Regions from separate parts of the Oryza sativa genome. Here all the other regions are linked to region 1. A link is a contact called in public ChIA-PET data. All regions are on one chromosome and are shown on one strand. Each heading gives the region's core, a stretch centred on a gene start, on an enhancer-like site or on the middle of the called end of the contact. The rest is flanking DNA. Distances are from core to core; before and after follow the strand shown.

Region 1 (3,820 bases), core at 488-2,987:
GCTTGTGGCACTGGCACCTAGTACGCGCGCAACGATGGTCACAGCCTTACATTTACATCTCCGGGCATTTTCACGGGAGGGTCGCGCCATCGCGGCCCCTATCGATCGATCGCCCCCCCGGCGCTTGCGTGGCGTAGTGGTGCGAGCGTCCGCGAGAAACTATCTGCGCGGTGTCGCGGAGAAAAACGCCAGCGTCAACCACTGCCATCCGGCGACTGTTGGCGAACCGTGCATGTGTGTGCAGTTGTCCCGGCCGTTGATGGCGGACGGGGAGTCCTCAACAAGCGGTGAGGTAGGACGCGACGCAGGACGTGAGGAAACGCGCAGGAGATGTGCTGTTTCGTGATCACGCCTGCTGAGCTGACGACGCGGGGGGAAAGGGGCGGCACACGGTGGCGTGCAAAAGCGGCACGGCGAGGACAGCATGCTCCAACTACCACTGCCGGTACCAGATCGAGCGTGGAGGTGCAAGTACGGATGAGGGTTGTACGGGTTCGTACAAGGTACAGCGGCCGTTGATGTTCCTAGTTTTCCCACCTTCCAGGGGGAAGGTCTCACAATGGCACACGCCTCCAAGCATCCCCAGTCCACGGTGTAGGCAGTCTGGTGAGTGGTGAGTACCAGGCGTGGCAGAAAATTGAACTGCGTGACTGACTGCTGATGAGTCATGACAAATTTCCAAGCAAACGACGGGTGTCATAGCTCACAGGTCGACTGCAGGGGATTTGGGGGCCATTTTTTTTCTCTCTTTTGAGAACAGGAAATTTGGGTGTAGTCCAGTAGTGAAAGTTGAACGTCAGATTCATTGTTTCTGATGTTTTGTTCTAGCGCGAGAGTTCTTTGGTGATTAGTTGCTCTCCAGCTAGATTCATCTGGGAGAAAATGGGAAATTCATCAACACCATGATCGATCCGTCCAAGTTGGATTTGTAAACAACATCGGAACTAAAAAGCTAAAAAAAGACAACTGTTACTCCGTTAATGATTCCAAGATGATCCCGGCACGCACATGTCGAGAAAAAAATTAGCCTCTAAATGACTAGCTAAATCCATGGAGAAACAGAGAACCGAACAAGAGAACAAAATCAGCCCATTCTGATGGAACGCATATTTACACCATCCCCATCCGCCGCCTGATGCTACCACCTGCCGAACGCCTTCTTCCCGGCGGCCGCCACGGCGGCGGCGCGCTCGAACCGCGACGCGGCGCAGGGGATGGTGATGCCGCCGGGGTGCTGGAAGCCGAACTCCTCCTCGGCCTCCCTCAGAAGCTCCCCGAACATGGGGTGGTTGAAGTACACCACCGGCACCACGTACCTCAGCGACTCGCCGGGGTTGCCGCCGCCGACGTACACCGCCACCTGCCCCTTGGGCGTCGACACGGGCTCGTCCAGAATCCGCCGCCGCCCGCCGTCCTTCCGCCCGAGGCTCAGCCGCCGCACCAGCGACCGCCCCCACCGCAGCACCGGGGCCAGCCTCTTGGCTTCTTCGCTCCCCTCCTTGCAAGCGCCGCCGCACCCACCCGACGTCGTCTGCAGGCGCAGGTAGCCCCGCCGGCGCCGGCGCCGGCAGCAGAGCGCCCATCGCCAGGCACTGAGCAGCTTCCGCCCCAGCCGGAACCCTCCATGCGACCGCTTTAGCATATCCAAACCCCAAGAAACCGCTTCCACCTTCCTACGTGGGTGAGTTGAATGGACTTTGGGAGGAGTGGCGAGCCAGAACGGGAGGAAGTGGGAGCGCGGTGAGGCTAGAGAAACGAGTGTTTTATAGGGCACGGGCGCGGACCGCGGAGCGCACAACTGAGCGTGTGATCTCGATTAAAAATTTTTAAAAAGCATTAAAAAATTAAAAAAAAAAAGCTGATGCCATTTGCGTTCCGCTTGTTTTTTGGCGTTTGGCCACAGGCTAAGATTCGTGCGAGGATTTTGGCTAGGATTTACCGGGGTTTCTGGTGGTTCAGGCGGCGTTTGTTCGGTAATGGCTGGTGTGGCTGCGCGCGGGCGGTGGTCCATGATTCCTTGGGCTAAGCTGGACAGTGAGAGCTCGCCCGCCCGACCCGTTCGGCTACGCTGCTTTCTTCGCTTTCCGCGACTACTGGCGTGATAGACTCACGTACTTAAAAATTGAGTTGGATAAATGCCTTCAACTTGTATATCTCCTTGCAATCTAGCAAGAGTTTGGCACCCAGCACAAAAGCGTCTTTGAGATTTCAGCATACGTAGCTCCTGGTCGACGTCAGTCCCCAACAGGAAGGGGTTTAGAAGCAGTCTTTGCTGTGAAGTTCCCACAATATCGGGTTTGTTTCGGAACAACAGAGAAATGCTTCCAGGTTAGGTCTAGGAATGTCGCGATACTGCCGTGCAGTTTAGATTGTAGTAGCTGCTACTGGCTGTACGTGGCACACTGTTATGCATTGATACGAAACTATTCTGGCATATTGTTAGGGGCTCTCAAGAACACGCTTCACAATTCACGAATTTAGTGGCAATATTTGTTACTTCTCAGATCCAACAGGACCGAGCCGCCGCCGCCAACGCCTCCAGATGCCAATTCCCGAATTGTTCTAGTGTTGTTCGTTTGATTTATTACAACCAACCCACTCTCTCTCTCCGGCGCCAGCTCACAAGCGAGCTGATACCTTACGCCACCCACTCTGGACCGTGGACCTTCGGATTGGGCCTCCTCTCACGGACTGGACGCCGAGTTGCAACCCAGGCTTGATTGTCACCTGAAGTCTGGATCACCTCCTCCTTATCTTCTCTGCTACCAGCTTCATCAGCAACTTCAGGACGGCTTCCTTCTTCTTCTTCTGGTTCTTCTGCAGTTGAGCCTTGCGAGATATCTCCTGGATGATCTTGAGAGTCCCTGACAAGCCCCTCTCCTTGAGAATTGGCTTGCCCCCAAGCCAATGCTGCGGGAAACCTTGAGCGAAGATCGTCCAGATCTTCCCAAGTAGCGTCCTCTGGAACAGATGCAGACCACTGAATAAGAACTTGAGCAACAGCAGAATTACCTCGTTTTGTTAACCTCCTGTCCAAGATACGCAATGGAACTTGTAAAGGAGCAGTGGATGCCGGCAATTGATGTTGAACCGGGCCTGTAAAACCAATTGCGGATTTCAATTGAGATACATGAAAAACTGGATGTATAGAAGTAGAAGAAGGCAATTGCAACTGATAAGCCACAGTGCCAATCTTGGCTGTAACTTGGTAGGGTCCAAAGTACTTAAAAGCCAACTTATGATTTGCTCGCACAGCCACAGAAGTTTGCACATAAGGCTGTAACTTAAGATATACCCAGTCGCCTACTTCAAAGGAACGAAAACTCCGCTTCTTATCTGCAAAGTGCTTCATCTGCTGCTGTGCTCGGTGGAGATGTTGCTGAACCAAATTCTGCATCAATCTTCTTTCTTTCAACCACTGAGCTAGATCAGGAATGGCACAATCTTGCGACCCAATACCAAAGTGGCTAGGAGAATGGCCATATAAGACTTCAAAAGGAGTAGCTTGCACTGAAGAATGGAAAGAAGTGTTATACCAATACTCAGCAAGATGCAGCCAAGCAGCCCATTTAGTGGGAACCGAATGAACAAAACATCGAAGATAAATTTCCAGGCACTGGTTGACACGTTCGGTCTGACCATCAGACTGAGGATGGTAAGCTGAGCTAAAGTGTAATTTAGTACCAGCCCCTTCAAAGAGATGCTCCCATAACTGACTTGTGAAAACCTTATCCCTATCCGAAATGATTACCAAAGGAAGGCCATGCAACTTAAAAATGTGCTTCATAAACAACTTAGCAACACTCAGTGCAGTAAATGG
Region 2 (3,820 bases), core at 434-2,933, 91 kb before region 1:
TGAGGGGGAGACAATCATCGTCCGCTTCAGCCTCGCTGACCGCTCTATCCTTAGCTAGCCTCCCCGCACTCTTTCCCTCCCCCCTGGCGTCATCCTCGACCTCCACTTCCCTCACCTGCTCGTTCTCAAGCAGTCTCGGTGGGCGGACCAGATCAAGACGGCGGTGGCTGCGAGTTAGGGGCAGCGATGGTGACATCGACATTGACGAGGAGGGAGTGGTGGAGGGGGGAGACAGGCAAAGAGGTTGGGGACAAGGGAGAGAGATTGGTCGGAGGGAAGGGTCAAGGAAGGGTGGAGGCTAGCGGCAGAACACGTGGCGTCGTCTCGTCGATCCGGGAAGCGGCGACGACGACGCCCATGGCGAGTTCCATTGATTATGACCAAAGGAGCAAGGTCTCCATCTCCTCCCTTTCAACCCACGGTGATAAGAGGAGAGGGGAGAAGAAGGCGCCGCCGTCCATGGAGAAGAGGAGGGTGAGACCCACTGACATGTGGGTTCCGCTATTCTGTTTTAAATGCCACGTTACCGTTACGTAGGACGAGGATCAAGTCAAACTAGTCACGCAGGTGCCACGTTCGTCGAAACTGCCATCCAAACCACCGAGACAAATGAATGGATCTAAAGTAAACTTATTCCGACTTTTAAGCATCGTTCATGGTAGACTATTTCACGTCTAAAAATAATCATAAGAGAGCGATATATAAACCGGTTTGCTGCTGCGAATTCAGTTGCCAAAATCAAAAGGGAAAATTGTAACCATCACGAGAGATTCTGAAACATGGATCTTGTGGTGCTGCAGCCTCAGCATGCAGATGTACGTTGTCAACCGGACGGTATCTCAACCGGTATAATCTGTATATTCTTGCCGTGAGCGTCACCCGTTAAAAGTTCCCATCGAACTGAGATACGTGGCTTCTCCGGTATCTACCAGGCTTAATTTCTCTCGCTTCAGGTAGAGCTGCCAACTACGTGGCCTGATAGCAGGCCATCAAAATGTCGGACGAATGCATCCGGTGGCACGCGTACGCCGTAAAAAAAGTGGCAACTATAGTAGTACTATTTTGCCAAGCGAAAACACGCGAAATTGGGTGAAAAAGACCGAGAAACTGGCAGTGGGCGCGAGTGGGTCACTGGCTCACTGCGCGCGGGGCGCGGACACGTTGGACGGGTGGAGCCGTGAGATGCTCTGTGTGGTGACATCCGAAGCGTCCAAACCTGTGTACATGGGCCATGGCCCATGGGGCTCGTGGTCGAAAATGCAGAGACGTGTCTGCTTTGCCTGCACTTTTTTATGCTGCTCTGTTTTACTTACTGCTCCATCGCTGCTGATTACCTGTGCGTGAATTGCAGTACAACATGTCAGTTTACAATCGAGTTGTATTCTCATAGTTTCATGTTTTTTCTTGGATATAAAGACGTTCTAGGATGACATAGCATTTTAGTGCAGTCATAACCTCGAAATTACAACATACAGTACTAAATTGAGGACAAGAGAAAATATTTTTTTTTTATTTCACAGTCTGGCTTGGCTATTGGAAATATCATACAGTGTCTTCACTGGAATAATGTTATTTCGCATAATCATTCGAACAGGTAGCCAGGTAGGACTGGAAATTCTGGAAAGAAAAAAAAAGAAAAGGGAAAAAGGAGTAGTTAGGCGGGCAGTCTCCGGAAATGAGGCGCCAATCCAAAACGTGAGACGGGAAACGATCCTCGCAGCCCCGCGGCTGACATTATCCTCCTCACCATCATCGCCACCATCCGCAGCAGCAGCAGCAGCAGCTCGCGCGCATAAAGCCCTCCACGACATCCGCACGCTCCCGCGGCGCGCGCAGGCGGCAGGCTAAGGCAAAAGGCGAAGGGAGGGAGAGCTAGAGCTAGCGCTCGCGGCAGAGGCAAAGGACGAGAAAAGCCGGCCACCTCCGCCCGCCGACAGCCATGGCAGCAACCGAGGCGCCAGTGCTGCGGGCCGCCGGGCCCGCGCGCCGGCCGGCCGTCTCCGCCGCGTCCGCCTCGCGCCTCCTCCTCGGCCACCGCCCCTTCCCCGCGCCGTCGCCCGCCTCGTCCCGCTCCCGCTACGCCGCGGCGGTGGCGGCTGGCGTCCGCCCGCGCCCGCGCCCGCGCCCGCGCAGGCCGCGCCTATCGGTCGTCGCCATGGCCGGCAATGGTGAGCGAGCCACAGTCTGGCGTTACTTGCTGTGTTTGTTCCAGTTCTTTTTTTTTTTGACCCTGGACGTGGGGATGATGGTCTGCAGTGTAAAGTGTGCACTGACGGTGTTCGATGAAATGGGCCAAAAGGATTATCTTTCGTTCTTTCTCAGAGTTGAAGATGATTATCACGCAGTATTATAGAATTTAGGAGTGTTCTATTGGATAGTGTATTAGTTGATCTTTTGCTACTACTAGTTTTGCAAAAGAGAAGGTTGAGGCAGCATGCTGGCGACCGTGCTTAGGATTGTTGATGGGCTGCTGCTTTGTTAGATAAACCATTGATGAAGTTGCTTCTAACTAAAGAGTAATTGGTTTAGAAGCTCTTCTGGAGCTCATAACTACTCATGGCATTGATTTCTGTAAATGGTTGTTGTAGTACTAGAATATCTTCCCAATAGAACAAACTGAGAAGCAAGGAATAGAGAGATGCGAGGATATGGCTCCATAAACATCTAAAATAGAATATACACATAGCTATGTAATTAAATGAATGTCCTCTCCATGTTTGTGTAGTTAGCAAAAAGAATATGGTCGATGGCATTTTGCTCTTACACAATAGACTTGTATGCATGTAACTTATCTTGTCGATGCAACATATTGAATAAATGCTTTACTTTCTTTTAATTGCTGTCTTTTACGCATCTCCTAATGAATATTGTGCAGAAGTGAGTTTCTATTTTGCAGTAAAGTTTGTCATTAAGTTAATTACATAAGATCTGGAAGCCAAGTCTCTTGGATTCCTTTTCACTTTTCATTTTGTAGATTCACAGTTTTCAACCAAAATAAATTACATTGCTTTCTTCAACCTATCGATTACATTAATATTGACATATTTTACTTTTGTATACAGATCGGCAAGTGCCTTTGATGGATTACCGCAATATTGGTATCATGGCACATATAGATGCAGGAAAGACAACAACTACAGAACGTGTTTTGTACTACACAGGAAGGAACTACAAAATTGGTGAGGTCCACGAGGGAACAGCTACGATGGACTGGATGGAGCAAGAACAAGAGAGAGGAATAACCATTACGTCTGCAGCAACTACTGCTTTCTGGAACAAACATAGAATCAACATCATCGATACTCCTGGGCATGTCGACTTCACTCTTGAGGTTGAGCGTGCTCTCAGGGTGTTGGATGGAGCTATATGTCTATTTGACAGTGTTGCTGGGGTAGAACCACAATCTGAAACCGTGTGGCGCCAAGCTGATAAATATGGGGTTCCGAGAATATGTTTTGTAAACAAAATGGACCGCCTTGGTGCTAACTTCTTTAGAACTAGAGACATGATAATCGCAAATTTAGGTGCGAAGCCTTTGGTAATACAGTTGCCCATTGGTTCAGAGGACAATTTCCAAGGAGTTATCGATCTAGTCAAGATGAAGGCTATTGTATGGACAGGAGAGGAACTTGGTGCAAAATTTTCTTATCAGGATATACCTGCTGATCTCCAAGAGATGGCTGATGACTACAAAGCTCAGATGATGGAAACTATTGTAGAGTTGGATGATGATGTTATGGAGACTTATCTAGAAGGTGGCGAAATAGACGAGGAAACTGTCAAGAGATTGATCCGAAAGGGAACAATATCTGCCAGCTTT
Region 3 (3,820 bases), core at 844-3,343, 70 kb before region 1:
AAGAGACGTTGAAGGAAATACGAATCTCAGGATATTTAACAAGTCAGCTCTGTTGGATCAGAGAGAATAATTTGCATTGTTAGTTTGTTACTGTCCCTTGACATCAACTTTTCAGTACTAGAATCATCTTTATTACTCTTCCTTTTTCTAGGATCGGAAAGAATAGCCCCTTTTGTTACTGCCACTTGATCATCTGGTATTCTGATTAATGCTGATGTCCCACCAAAGTGAGTCTAATGATACTGTCATTTGCATGCAGTCCACCAGAAAAGCCGAGGTGATTAGCCGTGCAAATTTTATTAGAGTAAATTTTACAAAACAACATGTGTTTTATGGTTCAAGTTACAGAAAACCACACATATTTTGACACTTGGCACTTAAGTACATATATTTTAGTAGTTTAATTTCACAAAATCACACTATCGATGAATGAATTCACCTGTGAGATGATGTGGTTGTTCCATCTAGGATGAGGACGTGGTTGTTCCACACTCGAAGATGACATGTCCTCGTCTTAGGTGAAACAGTCACGTCATCTCGCGGGTGAATCCATTCATTGATAGTGTGGTTTTGTAAAACTACACTACCAAAATATATGTACTTAAGTGCCAAGTGTCAAAATGTGTGTGGTTTTCTGCAACTTAGACTATAAAACGTGTAGTTTTGTGAAATTTACTCTTTTCTTTATTGCAGGAAAATGACTGAACTGTGTCGTTGGAGCTTCCTGCATATATGACACTGACACTGTAACTTAGATATAAGTCTGTAAGTTATGGGGGGTTGTTGGCTTACAGGCAGTAGTCTATAGCCAGCAAGCTAAATTTTGGTTTGTCAGTAGCGTGGCTGCCTTCAATCAAGTGATTGCTCTCGTCCTTAGCTGAGCAAGCTGAGCAATTTGATCGATAGCCATAGGTGGCTAAATAAATTTAACTATATGTAGTTTACCCATTCTACCTTATCTCTCTATCAACTTTGGTAAGTTTACCCATTGCCCATCGGAATCAATTCCCGTCACAACTTGCTCAGCTAAGGACTCTCCATACTGTACTTTACACGGTTAAACTTACACCATCTAACCGAGATAGCTTAGGACAATTGGCAACTTGCAAATGGTAAGCTTGATCACTTGATCAGGATAGGTTGCTGGAGAATTGGTTCGGGTTCTTGCTCTCTGAAACGCAAGGCTGAAAAATTCTTATTCGTGTTGCACTATTGGGCGTACCTTGTGACGGGCGGAAGTAGAAGCCGTTGGCCCAGTACCTGACGTAGCACTGCGCGAGGTACACGTCGGCGGCCAGCGACGTGCCGCAGGTGCCCTTGAGCTGGCCGACCGCCTGCGCAAGGCACGTCGTGCAGTCGCCGGCGGCGAGGTCGCCGAGGCACTGCGACACACCCTGCACGTTGCCGGAGCTGCTCACCTTGTACCCGTTGGCGAGGCCGCCCTGGAGCGCGGCGAGGACGGCGTCCCGGTTCTTGAGGAAGTCGCCGTCGCCGCTGGTGCTGGTGCTGCACTTGCGGTACACCATGGCGTTGTCGGGCTGGCCGACGAAGTTGCTGCTGTCGTAGCGCACGTAGCACCCCTCCAGCTGCAGCGACGCCGCGTACGCGGCGGCGCACACCTCGTTGAGCTGCCCCACGGCGTCCCGCACGCACGCCGCGCAGTCGGCGTTGCCCAGGTCGCCGCGGCACTGGTACAGCCCGTACGCCGCCGCGCCGTCCCCGGTGCCGTTGCTCCCGGCCGTGAAGCTGTTGTACCCGCCGTTGGGCGCCGCGTTGGCGATGGAGGCGAGGAGCGAGTTGAGGTTGCCCTCGAACGGCGTGCCCGGCTGGTACTTGGACGGCGAGCACCCGGCGTAGATGAACGTGCCGGTGGCCGCCTCGGCGACCGTCGCGCCGATCACGACGAGCACGACGACGGCGTAGCAAAGCCGGTCGAGCTGATGCATGACTGAACTGACGGCTCTCGCGCTAGCTAGCTGCTGGCTTGAAGCGCGCTACGCAACGCCCAGGCTTGGCTGGGTCGAAGCAAAGCGGCGAATGCTTTTTTCCGAGTCCCTGTCGCGAGAGCGAAGAGAAGGTGGTGGGGAGCACCCAGAATAAATGCGAGCTTTTTAGTTAAGCTAACGCTTCCTCGATGGTCTGTGGTGGTGCGCGCGCGCGGCGTCTCTGGAATTTATACGTCGACTCGACACGGCGATGCATCCTCCTTGCACCGGTTGGACCTCGTAGCGGTTGGTCGGGTGACTCTGGTCAGTGGTCTACTGGCTTTGGTCCCTCCCGATAACTATGCTCTGAATGATTGCTTCGGTACATTCAGTTATCCTTGTGCTGTACCAGATTGGGGTAAGACGGTATGGGCAGTGACAGGATGCAACCTATCATAATCTGTGGCATATGGTCTGAAGATAACCAATGCCGTTTCGACGAGTGCACTCGAGCAATAGGCTGTTTGACTGAATGCTCTGCCTCTTCAGTCTAGACTGGGAATCCGGGATACGGGGATGGGAACAGGATTTTGAGTATTTTTGCTTCGCCAATAAGCAACTGCCATTTCCACACAGGCATACAGCTGATTTCATCGCGGCTCCTGCAGGCTGCGGCCCTTTTCACTTGGGTGCGGTTGCGTCCGTGGCTGGTACGGATGATACCTTTGTAATTCTGTATTCCAGCCAACAAGCTCGCAACCCTAAAGTTGACATGAAGGGGTCCTTTGCTGCACACAAACTAACGTGGTAGCGAACGTGTAGCTTCCAGAAGTGTAATAAGCGAATTTGTTTTGGGAAGATTTACCCCCTGCCAAGTGCCAACCGAGAGAGCTAGATTCGTGGAGATAAAAAGAGGAACGCGTGAAGGTGAAACTGTGAAAGGGCCCGACTTTGCGCGCCGAGGTTTCATTCGGGCGCGCAACAGCTGTGGGCGAGAGCGACCGGACCGGTGTCTCGCGTCAATGCGTCATATGGCCACCACCCGCGTCTTTTCAGCTCCTCTACTAGTACCTCACGGCTCACGCTCCCGAACGTTCTCTTCAGGCACAGTAACGGCAAGGCCCACCTGCGTGCGGCGGAGGATGACCAGCATACGCCGCGGCCATGCATTCGCTCGGGCGGACGCGCGAGAATTCCGGCCTCGTTTCGGCCCTGCCGCGCGTCGCGTTGCGGACTAGCGGTTATGCTGCCGCGCGCGCCAGGCGCCACCAACACCGACACGGGCCTCATCGATCGGTACTGCAGGTGCAACCCGGGGATGCTGCGTATGCGCGTCGTTGCAAGGTCTCGTCGCCCGGTCGGGGGATTGTCTTTGGTCGGTCCAATGAAGTAATGAACGGCCAGTTTCACGAGAGCTCAGCAAGTCTCCATCACCACCTAGTCGTATTATTTGGCACTTCTTCTTGGGTACTTCAGATGCCACCACCTGTACGGTGCGTCGGAGCTCGGAGGTGGGCGCATCAAAGACCGCATTCGGTTAGAAACGGTGGACTTAGGACAACCTCCTCTACAAATACTCCCTCCGTTTCAAAATAAGTGCAGTTTTGCACTATTCACGTTCAACATTTGACCGTCCGTCTTATTTAAAAATCTTTTATGATTAGTATTTTTATTGCTATTAGATGATAAAACATGAATAGTACTTTATGTGTGACTAAATGTTTTTAATTTTTTCATAAATTTTTCAAATAAGACGGACGGTCAAATGTTAAACGTGAATAGTGCAAAACTGCACTTATTTTGGGACGGAGGTAGTACAATGTTTCGACGATCTAGGGAAAGTTTTATTTCTATTAAGGCCCGGTTTAGTTCCCAACTTTTTCTTTAAAATTCCA

Evidence for each region. ChIA-PET counts read pairs in DNA pulled down with a chosen protein or histone mark.
Region 2: an H3K9ac ChIA-PET map of seedling shows a contact between it and region 1, with 4 times the contacts expected there. The contact joins the promoter of LOC4336525 here to the promoter of LOC4336520 in region 1. A contact is called at or near these places in 2 of 4 datasets of contacts at active chromatin or transcription factors (leaf and seedling).
Region 3: a contact with region 1 is called in an RNA polymerase II ChIA-PET map of leaf, with 9 times the contacts expected there. The contact joins the promoter of LOC4336522 here to the promoter of LOC4336520 in region 1. A contact is called at or near these places in 2 of 15 Hi-C or Micro-C datasets (leaf and an unstated tissue) and 3 of 4 datasets of contacts at active chromatin or transcription factors (leaf and seedling).

The regions. Positions count from the first base shown.
Region 1 is chr4:27,332,756-27,336,575 of ASM3414082v1, reverse strand. It overlaps LOC4336520 (auxin-responsive protein SAUR29), which reads right to left and starts at 1,737. Exons shown (of 1, transcript XM_015778742.3): 1 at 909-1,737. The coding sequence starts at 1,642. The coding sequence ends at 1,139.
Region 2 is chr4:27,424,194-27,428,013 of ASM3414082v1, reverse strand. It overlaps LOC4336525 (elongation factor G-1, chloroplastic), which reads left to right and starts at 1,683. Exons shown (of 4, transcript XM_015781040.2): 1 at 1,683-2,168; 2 at 3,063-3,820. The coding sequence starts at 1,940.
Region 3 is chr4:27,403,493-27,407,312 of ASM3414082v1, reverse strand. It overlaps LOC4336522 (cysteine-rich repeat secretory protein 15), which reads right to left and starts at 2,093. Exons shown (of 3, transcript NM_001419716.1): 1 at 1,223-2,093. The coding sequence starts at 1,946.